3 separate regions of the Mus musculus genome follow, and regions 2 and 3 are each linked to region 1. A link is a contact called in public HiChIP or PLAC-seq and promoter capture Hi-C data. All regions are on one chromosome and are shown on one strand. The core of a region is the stretch at or near the end of the contact, and the rest is flanking DNA. Distances in the headings are between cores, read along the strand shown.

Evidence for each region. Promoter capture Hi-C pulls out the DNA fragments that hold promoters and counts their contacts. HiChIP or PLAC-seq counts read pairs in DNA pulled down with a chosen protein or histone mark.
Region 2: an H3K27ac HiChIP or PLAC-seq map of microglia shows a contact between it and region 1, with 9 times the contacts expected there. The contact joins the promoter of Natd1 here to the promoter of B9d1os in region 1. A contact is called at or near these places in 10 of 39 promoter capture datasets (the C10 cell line, the SN4741 cell line, cranial neural crest and 6 more), 3 of 484 Hi-C or Micro-C datasets (CD4 T cells and cortical neurons), 14 of 115 datasets of contacts at active chromatin or transcription factors (astrocytes, embryonic forebrain, embryonic hindbrain and 10 more) and 2 of 9 other capture datasets (adipose tissue and liver).
Region 3: a contact with region 1 is called in a promoter capture Hi-C map of cranial neural crest. The contact joins the promoter of Adora2b here to the promoter of B9d1os in region 1. A contact is called at or near these places in 1 of 39 promoter capture datasets (cranial neural crest) and 1 of 115 datasets of contacts at active chromatin or transcription factors (bone marrow-derived macrophages).

The regions. Positions count from the first base shown.
Region 1 is chr11:61,503,649-61,507,541 of GRCm38.p6, forward strand. B9d1os (a long non-coding RNA gene) reads right to left here and starts at 1,438. Exons shown (of 1, transcript XR_141098.4): 1 at 737-1,438. It overlaps B9d1 (B9 protein domain 1), which reads left to right and starts at 1,496. Exons shown (of 7, transcript NM_013717.3): 1 at 1,496-1,623; 2 at 2,696-2,764. The coding sequence starts at 1,561.
Region 2 is chr11:60,911,717-60,915,532 of GRCm38.p6, forward strand. It overlaps Natd1 (N-acetyltransferase domain containing 1), which reads right to left and starts at 2,076. Exons shown (of 3, transcript NM_025294.5): 1 at 1,913-2,076. The coding sequence starts at 2,009.
Region 3 is chr11:62,247,045-62,251,122 of GRCm38.p6, forward strand. Adora2b (adenosine A2b receptor) reads left to right here and starts at 1,940. Exons shown (of 2, transcript NM_007413.4): 1 at 1,940-2,392. The coding sequence starts at 2,058.

The sequences.
Region 1 (3,893 bases), core at 188-2,687:
CCCAGGTTTGTTTTCTCATAGAACTCAGGATCACCAGCCTAGGGTAGCACCATCCACAGTGGGCCTGGCCCTTCTCCACCAATCACTAATTAAGAAAATGTTCAACAGGCTTACAAGCCCAATCACATGGAGGCTTTCTCAATCTTGGTTCCCTCCTCTCAGATAACTATGGCTTGTGCCAAATTGACAAAAAAACTAGCCAGCACAGACCTCTTCCTAAATGTCTCATCCTGTTGGTTTAGGACAGAAAAGCCTTATCTAATGAGTAATTTGGGGATTGAGAAGGCTTCCTTTCAGTAGCCTGTATCTTTCCAACGCTTTCAGTAAAGAACAGCAAGTGGCAGCCACCGGCTAGGAGAGAGGGGCCTAGAGCCTCTGCTTGTATGACTCTTGGCTCTAAGCTAAAAGAATTTCTTACATGCTTGCACCTCGGCCCACCTAGAACGCTGTGACCACATGCCTTTCCTCTTCCCCATAGGTGGCTTTGGGAATCCCGCCAACTGACTTCCAAGCTAACAGTTAGCGTGACCTGGTGTCATTACTGCAGGCTGAGCTCCCTAAAGTATACACATCTGCATCCGTTTGTTTCCAGGCTCCCTCATCATTAATGTGCTCTTTGATGTTTCCTTATAAGCTCTGAAAGTGAAGTCTGATTCTGCAGCTAAATTCCTGTAACGAATATGGCTAAATTACCTTCCAGGTCTGGATTTCAGTCACGCCCTCCAGAAAACTGAGATGTGTTCAATTTTATTTATTAAAGAAGTAGTTCCCAAATATTTTGCACTGGCCGGGCAATGAGGACCAGGCATTCAATGCCCCTAGAGTCGAGCTGGGGATCTAAAGGCAAGAAGCTCGCATTAAGCCACCTTGAATTGGACAGTGATAGAGTAAGTGCAGTTGAATCCAAGCACTAACAATGGTGTCTACCGAAAAGGATGCTGGTGGCTTGGGACCAAGCTCTGACATCCCTGAGCTACCAGTGATTTTCCAAAATTGGGTGACTGGTTCCGTGGGCTCCAGCTTCTCATGCAGGACGCGGGACTTGGACAAATGGAGTCTCCGGGTTTCGATGACAAGAGCCTCATAGGGCTGAAGGGCGCATTCTTCACCTGAGACAATGTGCTGGGTGATGCCCGCTGGACCACTCCCGCGCACCAAGCCTTCCAACGATGGCGTCTTTGCCGTCGCTGTGTGTGGCAACAGCGACACCACCTGGAGAGAGGTAACTCTAGCACGTGACTTTCCGCGGGCCTGAGTGCCGGTGCTGCTTCTTCTCAACATCCAGCTTTGCAGCCTGCGAGCTTCAAGCATGGCCAGACGAGTGAAGTCACACAGTGCGGGTCCGTGGACCCGCCCCTGGGGGTTAGGTTCCGCGCGACAGACACGGAGGACAGTGCCCAAAGCCATAAAGACTACTGCGCCTGCGCACTCTTACCTTTGAGCGAACTCGTCACCGCTTGAGAAATTTGTCCTAGACGACTTACCGTCTGTTTCCAAGACAACCGAGAGCCTCCTGGCAACAGCGCGCGGCCTGCGCCGGTCTCCCGGCCCATCAGTGCAATGGCTGCAGCAAGTCCCAGCGTCTTCCTGCTCATGATCACCGGGCAGGTAGAGAGCGCACAGGTAAGCAGTCGTGGACTCCGCCCGGGGACGGCCTGTTTCTCTCCCCGGGCTCTTCGCTCAGCTCCTAGAAAGCCAAGATGCTCTGAGCATCTCAAATAAATGGAAAGGAGAAGCAGCATTTGAGAACCTTGGCTCCAGGTAGATGAACCGGACAAGCTTGAGTGAAAACAGACCTCGAGGCGTTCAGCTGGTACCACTTGGATCCTGTTTACTTGGTTGAGTGGTGGCCTAGGACTAATGGGACTGAAGACTCAGCTGATCCATTTAACAGCTGGGAACTTACCGGAAGGCAGTGGCCAAGGTGGGATTTGACCCGGTCCGTCTAAGAGACAGAACTTTGCTACATTATTCTTCTGGGCTGCTTGTTGAAAATGCCCATTATTCCTACATATTCTGAGGTTTGGCTGACATGCTTTAGGTTCTGCCAAGTCTGAAGCTCAGTAGGTGTTCCTGCCTTCCCATTCATTGGTACTGCGTCCTCCCTGTTTTCCTCTATCCGATTAGAGGATGTCTGGGCTGCTTACTCTGGACACCTTCCTTGGCGTCTGCCCTGGGCCTTCCTTTCTCCGGGACCCTCAGTTTTAGCCATGTTCTTTGGCCCTGTAGCTTCTGGGTTTCACGTGAGCATCATTTCTGTAGAGCTAATTTGTGCCCAGCACTGGAGATGCGCTGAGGCATGAAACCTGTTCCTTCTTCAGTCTAACAGGGTTATCAGATAGACATTAGGTACCCACATGCAGAAATGCAGAGAAGTGAAGGGAGCCAAGCAATGATCCTTAAGCCAGCTAGAGACTGAAGGGGAACTCTGAAAGATGGGCAAGGGGCCTACCACATGTGGACTGAGAAAGACAAGACAGAAAGTAGACCCTGAGCAAAATAACCTACGGGTATTGGCAGTCTGGGACTAAGCCTGACTTCCTGATTTCCATTCCCTGCCCGCCCTGAAACCCATGTCCACCTCCTCAGTCCCAGATGCCTCGTGTTCCTAATTCCTGTCCACTGCATCTGCCTAGCTAATGTGTGGGCCCAGTTTGCCCTTTCTAGACAGAATCCTGTATACTTTTTCTCTCAGTTTCCAGAGTATGATGACCTCTACTGCAAGTACTGCTTTGTGTATGGCCAGGACTGGGCCCCAACAGCGGTAAGTTGGACTCATGGGCCTCCTCTGGTTAGAGCTTTGGTGATTCCTGAATCATACCCTTCTATTCGAGACCAAGAGGTAGACACTAAGGTCAGAGATGACCTAAACATTGCATTTGTTTTTGGGGGAAAGCTAGTTTATAGAATACAGTCACTACTGGGTTCGCTGGTGTACCCCTGGAGTCTGTTAGTGGCAGCTGAGAGGGACAAGTAGCAGCCTAACCAGGCAGGCTCTGGAGAACCACCTGCCAGTGGCTTTGGACAGCATCAGCCAATACCCCCACCTGAAAACAAAACATGGCCCCTTCTCAGGCAGCAGAAAACAACCAGGAGCCAGGACAAAATGAAGGATCTCTTCTTAAGGTTTTAAGGAGTCTTTTTACCACAGGAAGCGGCTGCAGTGCAGACCACTATGATACTATACAATAGTTTAAAAAGTGGAAGCCAAACAGGATAGCATATGCCTGTAATCCAGCACAGAAGGCTGAGGCAGGAGCATCTCTAGGAATTCAAGGTCAAGCTGGGCTACATATATAATACCAAACAAATGGAAAAAATAAAATTAAAGCCCGACTTCTTTGAGCCCAAGTTTCTTCATTTGTATCACGGACATGTTAATATTTTTTGGTTTTTCTAATGCTTTCAATATATATTAGAGATTAATTCCATTTTAAATTATGTGTGTGTATATATCTGTGTATGGGTATGAATGCAAGTGGCTATTGAGGCCACAGGTCAGATCCCCTAGAGCTGTAATTATAGGATGTTGTAAGCTGCCTTTGGGGCTGGAGAAATGACTGAACAGTTAGAATGGGTACTTTTGCAGAGGGCCCCAGTTTGATTCTCAGCACCCACATTGTGGCTCACAACCATCTGTAACTTCATGACTATTTGAGTCCTCTGGGAGTGACCAATGTCTGACAGAAGCCCCCATCTTGTAGAGACATCTGTTCTTGTTAAGGAGACACTAAGTTGGATACATTCTGGTCTGTTAGCCAAAGATGGGTGGAATGAAGAGGGAGTGGATCAGGAGCTAGAGTGTATGACTAACTGGGAGGGAAGAATCTAGACCAAGGCATTGTGGATAAATATTTAAAGGGAGAGTGGAAAGAAGCAACATAGAACTTAAG
Region 2 (3,816 bases), core at 826-3,325, 590 kb before region 1:
TTTACAAGGCATTTCAGGACCCCACAGCACTGAAGGTTGAAGCCACACCCAAGCTCACATTTCTGGTTCCTATATTATTTGCCTCCTTGACCTCTTAGCCTTATCCTACCTGTCACGCTCTTCTATGCCTGCACCACTCCTGGCTGCTCTGAAACACACAATGGGTACTGCAGGGCCTTTGCTCTCAAAGGTTTCTTTCACACAGTGCCTTTCTTCACAGCTACAGCTGTTTCTTGTCTCTTTCAGGTCTCTACTTAAATACCACCTGCTTGGAACTTAATGCCAAACAGTGGCTCTGCCCCAATAGACCCTTCCTTCTGCCTGACCACGCCTCCCAAGGCCTTGGTTTTATGAGATATTATGCAATTCATCTGAGACCCATCTCCTTCTTTAGACTGGCAGCCCTACAAGTCCTGGGTAAATAGTAGGTACTCAGTAAACTGTTGGCCCAGGCTGTACAGGAGGAGCCGAGGCGAGGTTGCCCGCCTCTAGCAATTCTGTCTCTCTGTCAACGGGGCAGCAGATTGCAGAACGGTTAAGTTTAAGGATATCATTTGTTCATAGCCAGCTCTCAAGAGTACTGTCCTTTTGACTGGACCCATTTGGAAAAGAAAGAGAGAGAGAAAGAAAGAAAGAAAGAAAGAAAGAAAGAAAGAAAGAAAGAAAGAAAGAAAGAAAGAAAGAAAGAAAGAGAGAGAAGCCTAAGGCTTCTGCCTTTCTCTTTATGGATCTGATGTGCCTCCACAGTCCCCAGGAACTAAAAGCCTCACTGGAACTAAGAAAACTTCAGAAAAGAGGATCTGAAGAAAAAAGAAACAAAAAACAAACAAACCCTCAGATAAGGCCTCTCAAGGGATCAGGGCCAAGTGTCACAGTCAGCTGAGCTACCATCAGCATGACAGCAGGACTTGTTTCTCTACGGAAAGAATAGGGCAAGGGGCAGCTGGGCCCTGATTTGAATATGCCTCTGGTCTTGTTAAAGCTGGGCAGGTCCCATTTCCTGCACTCCCAGCCTCAGTTTACTCATCTGTAAGTGGGGCGGTATGTCACAACACAGGAAGTGATAGCTGCCCCCACGGTGGTTAGGTGGCACAAACGGGAGACCTGGCCTCCAAGTGCAGGTCACAGAAGGTTGGCTCAGGAAGTCAGGATAGGCTGCGTATGCTTGACTGCTTACAACCTACCTACTGGCCGACCACACTCAAGTGGTGCATCCTTCCAATCAAAATAATATGGGCAGTGGCTAAGTCGGGTCTCCCCAGAGGGCCCAGCTGGGAGGAGTGGGCTACAGAGAGCTCAAGGTCCCATATTCCACAATCTTTTCCAGCCCTAGAATCAATGGGAGGAGTGTCGGTCTGCTGGTACAAACGCTACAGATGAGGCTTTGACTTCTCTATCTGTTGAAAAGTAGCCATTTATCTATGTTTATCAGCACTTGCTGTGCACCAAATGTGTCATTCTGAACTTTTACTGCCACAGCATCTCATCCAAAGCGGTTTGCACTCCAGCTATCCCCATTGCAGATTCCGGGAGACCGATGCACACATTGACTAGACAAACTGGCCAAAGTCTCAGAATCACCTACCCGCCTCCTCCTCCAGGCCACATATTCCCTAGGTTATGCCCCAGGCCCCTGCAGGCTCCTCCACGGCGGCAGGAAGCAACCGAACACCCGGGGGGTGGGGGTGGCAGGCCACCAGTGACCTGCTCTCTGGGACCCAGGGTGGCAGCCCTCCGTCCGCGATGTCGGAGGCCGGCTGCGCTAGCAGGTGCGGGCTGCCCGGGCAGACGCGCTCCGGCGGTGCCAGTCGGGGGGTTCGGGAGCCCTCCCGCCCCGGGATCCATCTGTCCGTCCGCCCGCAGGTCCCGCCCCGTCCCGCCCGCGCGCGCGCAAACAAAGGCAGCTCGGTACCGTTGAGGCGCACGGAGAACTGGCGGCGTTGGCGGTCGTGCTCCACGCGGATGGGGCCGCCCTGCTCCAGTGCGCTCGGCGGGGTAGCGTGCGCCATCGCGCGCGCCGACACTGGGGACCGCGGGCCGCAGCGAACTGACTCTTCGGCGGCGCGGGCCGGAGAAGGGGGCGGGGCCGGAAATCAGCTGTGAGTCACGTGCGCTGCGCGCACTGTCTGTTTGGATACATTCCTGGCGTCTCTTAAAGAGACCGCGCTGCCCGTTTCGCTCGCGGCTTCAACAATGATGTGCTGGTCCATCCAGGGCGCCGATTGTCCTCCCGAATGCCCCAGAATGACTTTTAGGACCCACACGGACCCATATGCAAAACACGCAATGACCTATGGGGTAATTTAGATCCTCCCCGCGACAGCCATTTAATATTAGGCATTAGCCTCACTGCAAGCCTGAGGCAATAGATAACGTCAAATGCAAGGTGTTGACAGGCAAACCTACTCTCTGCTGGAATCGTGCGGGCTGGAGCTATGCAGCCCACCCACTCGGGCAGCTGTAGCTGATATTGAGAGATTACCCCTAGGCATGTTTGGGACTGGGTGAAAAGCCACCCCTCCCAAAGAAAGCCAGAAATATGAGGTCCCTAGGGAGCTAGCTACCCAGGAGCCAGTGTTTCTCTAGAAGTACAGTATTAGGAAAGCTTGCCGACCATGGATGTTCACAGAATCATATTCTGTTAATTACCGTGCAAATTTGATGTCCACATCTATGAGACCACCACACAGACATTAAAGTTTGAGTACCTCAGTGGAATGCTTGAAGGCTGTAACTTCAAACCTGTACAAAATGTGTGTCTGTGTGCGTGGCGGGGGCTGGGGGTGGGGGAGAGGCGGGGGACAGACCAACAAGGAAGCATTTTACAGCTAAATGGAGATCTCCGTGGGCTCCCTTCCAATTGATTTCTTCCTTTTGAAGTAGCTATGCTCCCTGACTTTTAGCGCTATTGACTAAACAGCTTTTCCTAAGAACATCCTATTTCTTAAGAACTACACAGTATTTACCTTTTCGTATCTGGTTTCTTCGCTTCCACCTGTCATCAGCTGTGTTGTTGCTGCTATCATGTTCACCAGTGTGTCAGAGATTTCCCAGGAAGCAGGTACCAGTTTTCCATCACGTGTTAATGGGTTGTTGTGTTGTTTTGGTTTGGAGCTGCTATGAGTAACAGGCTGTGGATGTCGTCTGGCCAGCATTCCCTTAGGGTAGCTCTCAGGAATATACTGCCGAGTTTTATAGCCAGTGGATATTTTGTTTTGTGAAAAACTGCAAGATCCTTTTCCAAGTGTACGACCTCACATTGCCACAGAGAGTTCTGTAAGTTGCAGTGGGCATTTTGTCATTAGTGGCAGTGACTGACTCTTGAACCTTTGCCCAGGCTGCCAGGCCATTTAGTCCCCATTTAATGAACACTTTCCTCTGTAACCCCCCCCCCCAATCTTTTATTTGCCTTCTTCCAATCATTTTTATTGCTTGGTTGGGGGGTCAGACATACTACTGAGAGAATCTTTTCTGAGCAAATAATTTCCTTTTAACAAGTGGGTGTTGTGTCACAGCGTTTGTAAACAGAAGGCAGTGCGGAGGTGTGTCATTATATGCAAAGTGACTGAAAGGGATCCAGCCATCATAGAGGGCCTGGAGCCTGGTTGGCAGAGTCAGAGCTGGAGGCAATTGTGAACAAGGAAGATTAAAACCTGTGAGTCTCAGGTGACGTCACTTCCAAAGAATGTAAGTGGAGATGGTCAAAATATGTTCCTGGACAGTGTCTGAACAGGCCACTCATCTGCAGGCTGCTGGGCCTTTGGATGACTACTGCCCAAGCACCACTTCCTGGGGAAGTCCTCCTGTGCATTTATG
Region 3 (4,078 bases), core at 690-3,189, 740 kb after region 1:
AAATGCTCATGCGCGTTCCTAAAGTTCTGGTCCTTGCTTGGCGATCCCCTGGGGCTGGCACCACAGCTTCCCTGGCATTCTATCCTAGTGGGAAACGCTTTCTTTTCTCTCCTCTCCTGGCCATGGCTGTTGGCGGCAAGCCCTTCCCCCACCTCTGCCCCATTCAGCTCCATGCGCCATAGTGATCACTGCCAAACGCCCACTTTGCAGCTCACTCCTAGAAGCCTCTCTTTCCTCTTCCCATTTCAAGTCGTGTACCCGTTATCTGACCTCTCTGAGGTTCCAGCTTGTCATCTGTGTTAAGAGGCAGAAGCCAGTGTCAGGTTCTTCGTGAAGGTGAAGCAGATGCTATCAAAACTCAGGTGACCAGGGCCAATATTTTGTGGAAAACATATAAATAGTAAGGTATTTTTTTAAATAAGGTTTTTTTTTTTTTTCTCAACACAGAAAATAGAAAAAAAGACGGGCGTGGTGGTGCACTTGGGTGGCAGAGGCAGGCAGATTTCTGAGTTCGAGGCCAGCCTGGTTTACAAAGCGAGTTCCAGGACAGCCAGAGCTATACAGAGAAACCCTGTCTAGAAAAAAACAAAAACAAAAACAAAAACAAAACAAAACACCCCCCAAAAAAAACACCAAAAATCCAAAAAAACAAAAAACAAAAAAACCAAACAAATAAACAAAAAAAAAAAAAAAAAAAAAAACCAAACCCTTAAAATACCCAGATAGAACATGTACTCTGTGTGCTTTGGTGATTTTGTCTATGCTATGAGTGGGCTCGTGGGGGATTTGCTGTTAATATTACAGCTAACCCTGAAATGTACTTTATATATATCATACAGCCATGCAGAAAGTGTAATTCAACGCACTTTTCCCCTCCCCCACGCCCATACTCATACTCAGAGAGAGCTAATCCAGCCACAACATTAAAAAAAAAAAAAAAAAAAATCAGCCCGGCGTGGTGGCGCACGCCTTTAATCCCACCACTTGGGAGACAGAAGCAGGCAGATTTCTGAGTTCGAGGCCAGCCTGGTCTACAAAGTGAGTTCCAGGACAGCCAAGGCTACACGGAGAAACCCTGTCTCGAAAAACCAAAAAAAAAACCCCAAGAAAAAACCCGTTATTCTTCAAAGAAGCTGTTTAGAGGTCACCCGTGTTTTAGTTCAGCTTAATCTTTTTTTTTTCAGTCATCTTTGTTGTGTTGACAAACTCCTTAACCATCCTGGCTGGTGACTACAGGTAGCAGCTTCCGCGGGGCAGAAGCTGTGTTCTAGAAGGATTAAGGACTCCAAACGCCAAGGAGCAGCCAGGGCTCGCTAGGAGAGAAGTGTGGAGTTGAAGGCGGTGGAGGGCGCTGGGGGCTTCTTACAGGTGGCAGGAAGGACAGATCACCCACAGGTGTGGGCGCTCAGCACCCTTCTTGGAGTGGATGAAGGCGGCAGTGTCTGGGAAGAGGCGGCGCCGCAAGTGAGCGGAAGCCGGTCTTGGATAAGTGGGCTGGAGAGCGCAGGGCTGAGCCGGCGAGCACCCTGGCGGGGCAGCGGAGACCACGGGATCGGGTGGATTAGGGGCCGCGCGGAGAATGCAGCACTGAGAGGAAGCCCGGGCCCGGACCTGGGGTGCAGCTCCGGTGCTGGGGAGTATGGACACCTTGCAGGGGCGTCAGTTCAGAGTGTGCAGATCGGGCGCGGGACAGGGTGAAGTCTGGGACTTCGCGCTCGGGCGGGAAGTGGTGAAGCTTCGAGGTGTCTTTCCTGAATGTGTCCCTCTCCCGCCCGAGGGAAATTCGGGAACCCATCCTTCCCCGAGCTCAGGAGCAGCTGGAGCAAGGACCCTAGGCAGGGGGCGGGGCCAAGACCGGCTCCTGGCAGCCGGCCAATGGGCGCCGCCCCCGTAAGGCCACGCCCCCGCCCCCGTCCGGAGCGCACTGGCTGGGCGGCGCAGACCCAGCTTGGGACGCGCGGTCTCAGCGCTGTGGCCATGCCTGGCGGCACCCTAGCAGCTGTCCTGAGCCCGACACTACCCCAGTAGAGGACTCCCCGGGCCCGGCTGGCCCGGCCATGCAGCTAGAGACGCAAGACGCGCTGTACGTGGCGCTGGAGCTGGTTATCGCTGCGCTGGCGGTGGCGGGCAACGTGCTGGTGTGCGCCGCGGTGGGAGCCTCGAGTGCATTACAGACCCCCACCAACTACTTTCTGGTATCCCTGGCGACGGCAGACGTGGCCGTGGGACTCTTCGCCATCCCCTTTGCCATCACCATCAGCTTGGGCTTCTGCACGGACTTCCACGGCTGCCTCTTCCTCGCCTGCTTCGTGCTGGTGCTCACACAGAGCTCCATCTTTAGCCTCTTGGCGGTGGCTGTCGACCGATATCTGGCCATTCGCGTCCCGCTCAGGTGAGACGAATCTTTCTTGCCTTGGCCGGGTTAAAGTTCTAAAGAGGGGCGCCCTCTCCAGGCCCACGGTTTTACTTTCTGGACTCCCAGATGGGCCAGATTAGGAGCACGCTGGGCACTGGAGTGGAGGACGCACTTTCTCCAGCACGCTTGTTCTGCCGGCTATCAAGACTCTCCTGGGTTGACAGAACAGGCCACTGACTGGGTCCCCTTTTGGAGTCAGGGATGCTCTAATTGCCCCTAGTTTAGGGAATCTGCATAAGAACACCCTTAGGGGCGTTGAGAAGTGCTCGTCCGACGAGTTACCTGCCAAGGAAGGGCTCAGGAAGCTCTAGATTCCTTAAGTTTTGTGGACGTTCCCGGCCCTCTGGAGAGACAGAGCTGCTGCCCGGAGTCGGGCATGCAGATCAAAGCTGCTGCCAGATGCAGTCCTGTGCGGAAAGGGCGCGGAGAAGCTTCAGCTAAGAACGAGGCAACTTTAGACGCTGGAATTGGTACTTTTAGAAGGGTCATAGGGTCTAACGACACAGCTTTAAAATGTGCCTACTTCGAAATGAGGCAGCCAGGCTCAACTCTGATGGGAAACTCTAGGAACATTGGTCCCTACTAGCTTCGCGGTGGCTCAAAGTATTCCCAGACATTTTAAAGAGCTACTGTGCTTACTGGTTCAGTGAACACTGACAAGACAGTCTTAGAGCCTCTAGCCCATTGTGTAACCTTATTTGTATACTGCTGCAGTGCCCAGGAGCCTGAAGAGGCCCAGAAAACTGGTGAGGGCTCCCTGTTCGCTGGCTCTCAGAGTATACCTAAATCACTTTCTCCTTATTCCATGATGGGAAAACAGGATCCAGGGCAGGGAGTCAGTCAGTTGGGGAAGTGGCTTCCACTTGTAGCTAATAAATTTAAAGTTGAGTTTGCTGCTCCTTGGTAGTGCCTGGGCCCTTTAGCATTTCTGAAGTGAGCTTTGGATCTCTTTAGAGTTGGAGCTGAGTTGAGGAAACTGAGTCACAAGAGTAGGAAGAGAAAGGCAAGAACTCCGTGGGCTCTGACCGTGTGCCTGGCAACTCTAATTAAATGTACATTCTTTAAACCTCGAAGCGTCCAGAGGACAGACACTGTCACCTGCATACTGTAGATGAGGTTGTGGTTCCGGATGCTGTGTCCGGCAGAGTGGCACTGTGTCCTCAGCCGTCCACCTGTCGTCTCACAGGGCTGTGTGTGAGATACCAGTGTTTGAGAGATGTGAAAAGGGATCCCCTTGCTGTTTCTAGAAGAGGATCCTGATGGTAGTAAGCTGGCGTTTATAGGAGAAATGTGTCTAGGGAATTGATTGGCAAAAAGCTCCTACAAGCTCTTGTAATAGGCAGGTGTGAAGAGCCTGGTCCCTGTGGCTTGTGGCTTGAGTCCCAGATGGTACAGGAAGCCCCTGCTTGTGTGTGGGTGGGTTGCTCCACATCCCCTGCCTGTGGCATCTGACCAGGAGGCTTCACACATATCCCATCAGGTGTGCTACAGCCCAGGGATTTCAGAGCCTGCGGCTGCATAGAATTCCATTTCCTTCGTTCTTGTGGTTCTGCACTTGTCTGTTGCCCGCTCACTGGTGCTTGGTGGCCGTTTGAACTCTTTCCATAGAGCAATCACATGCCCCCCGCCCCTTGAGTTGCCCCATCTAGGGGAAGCCCTTTG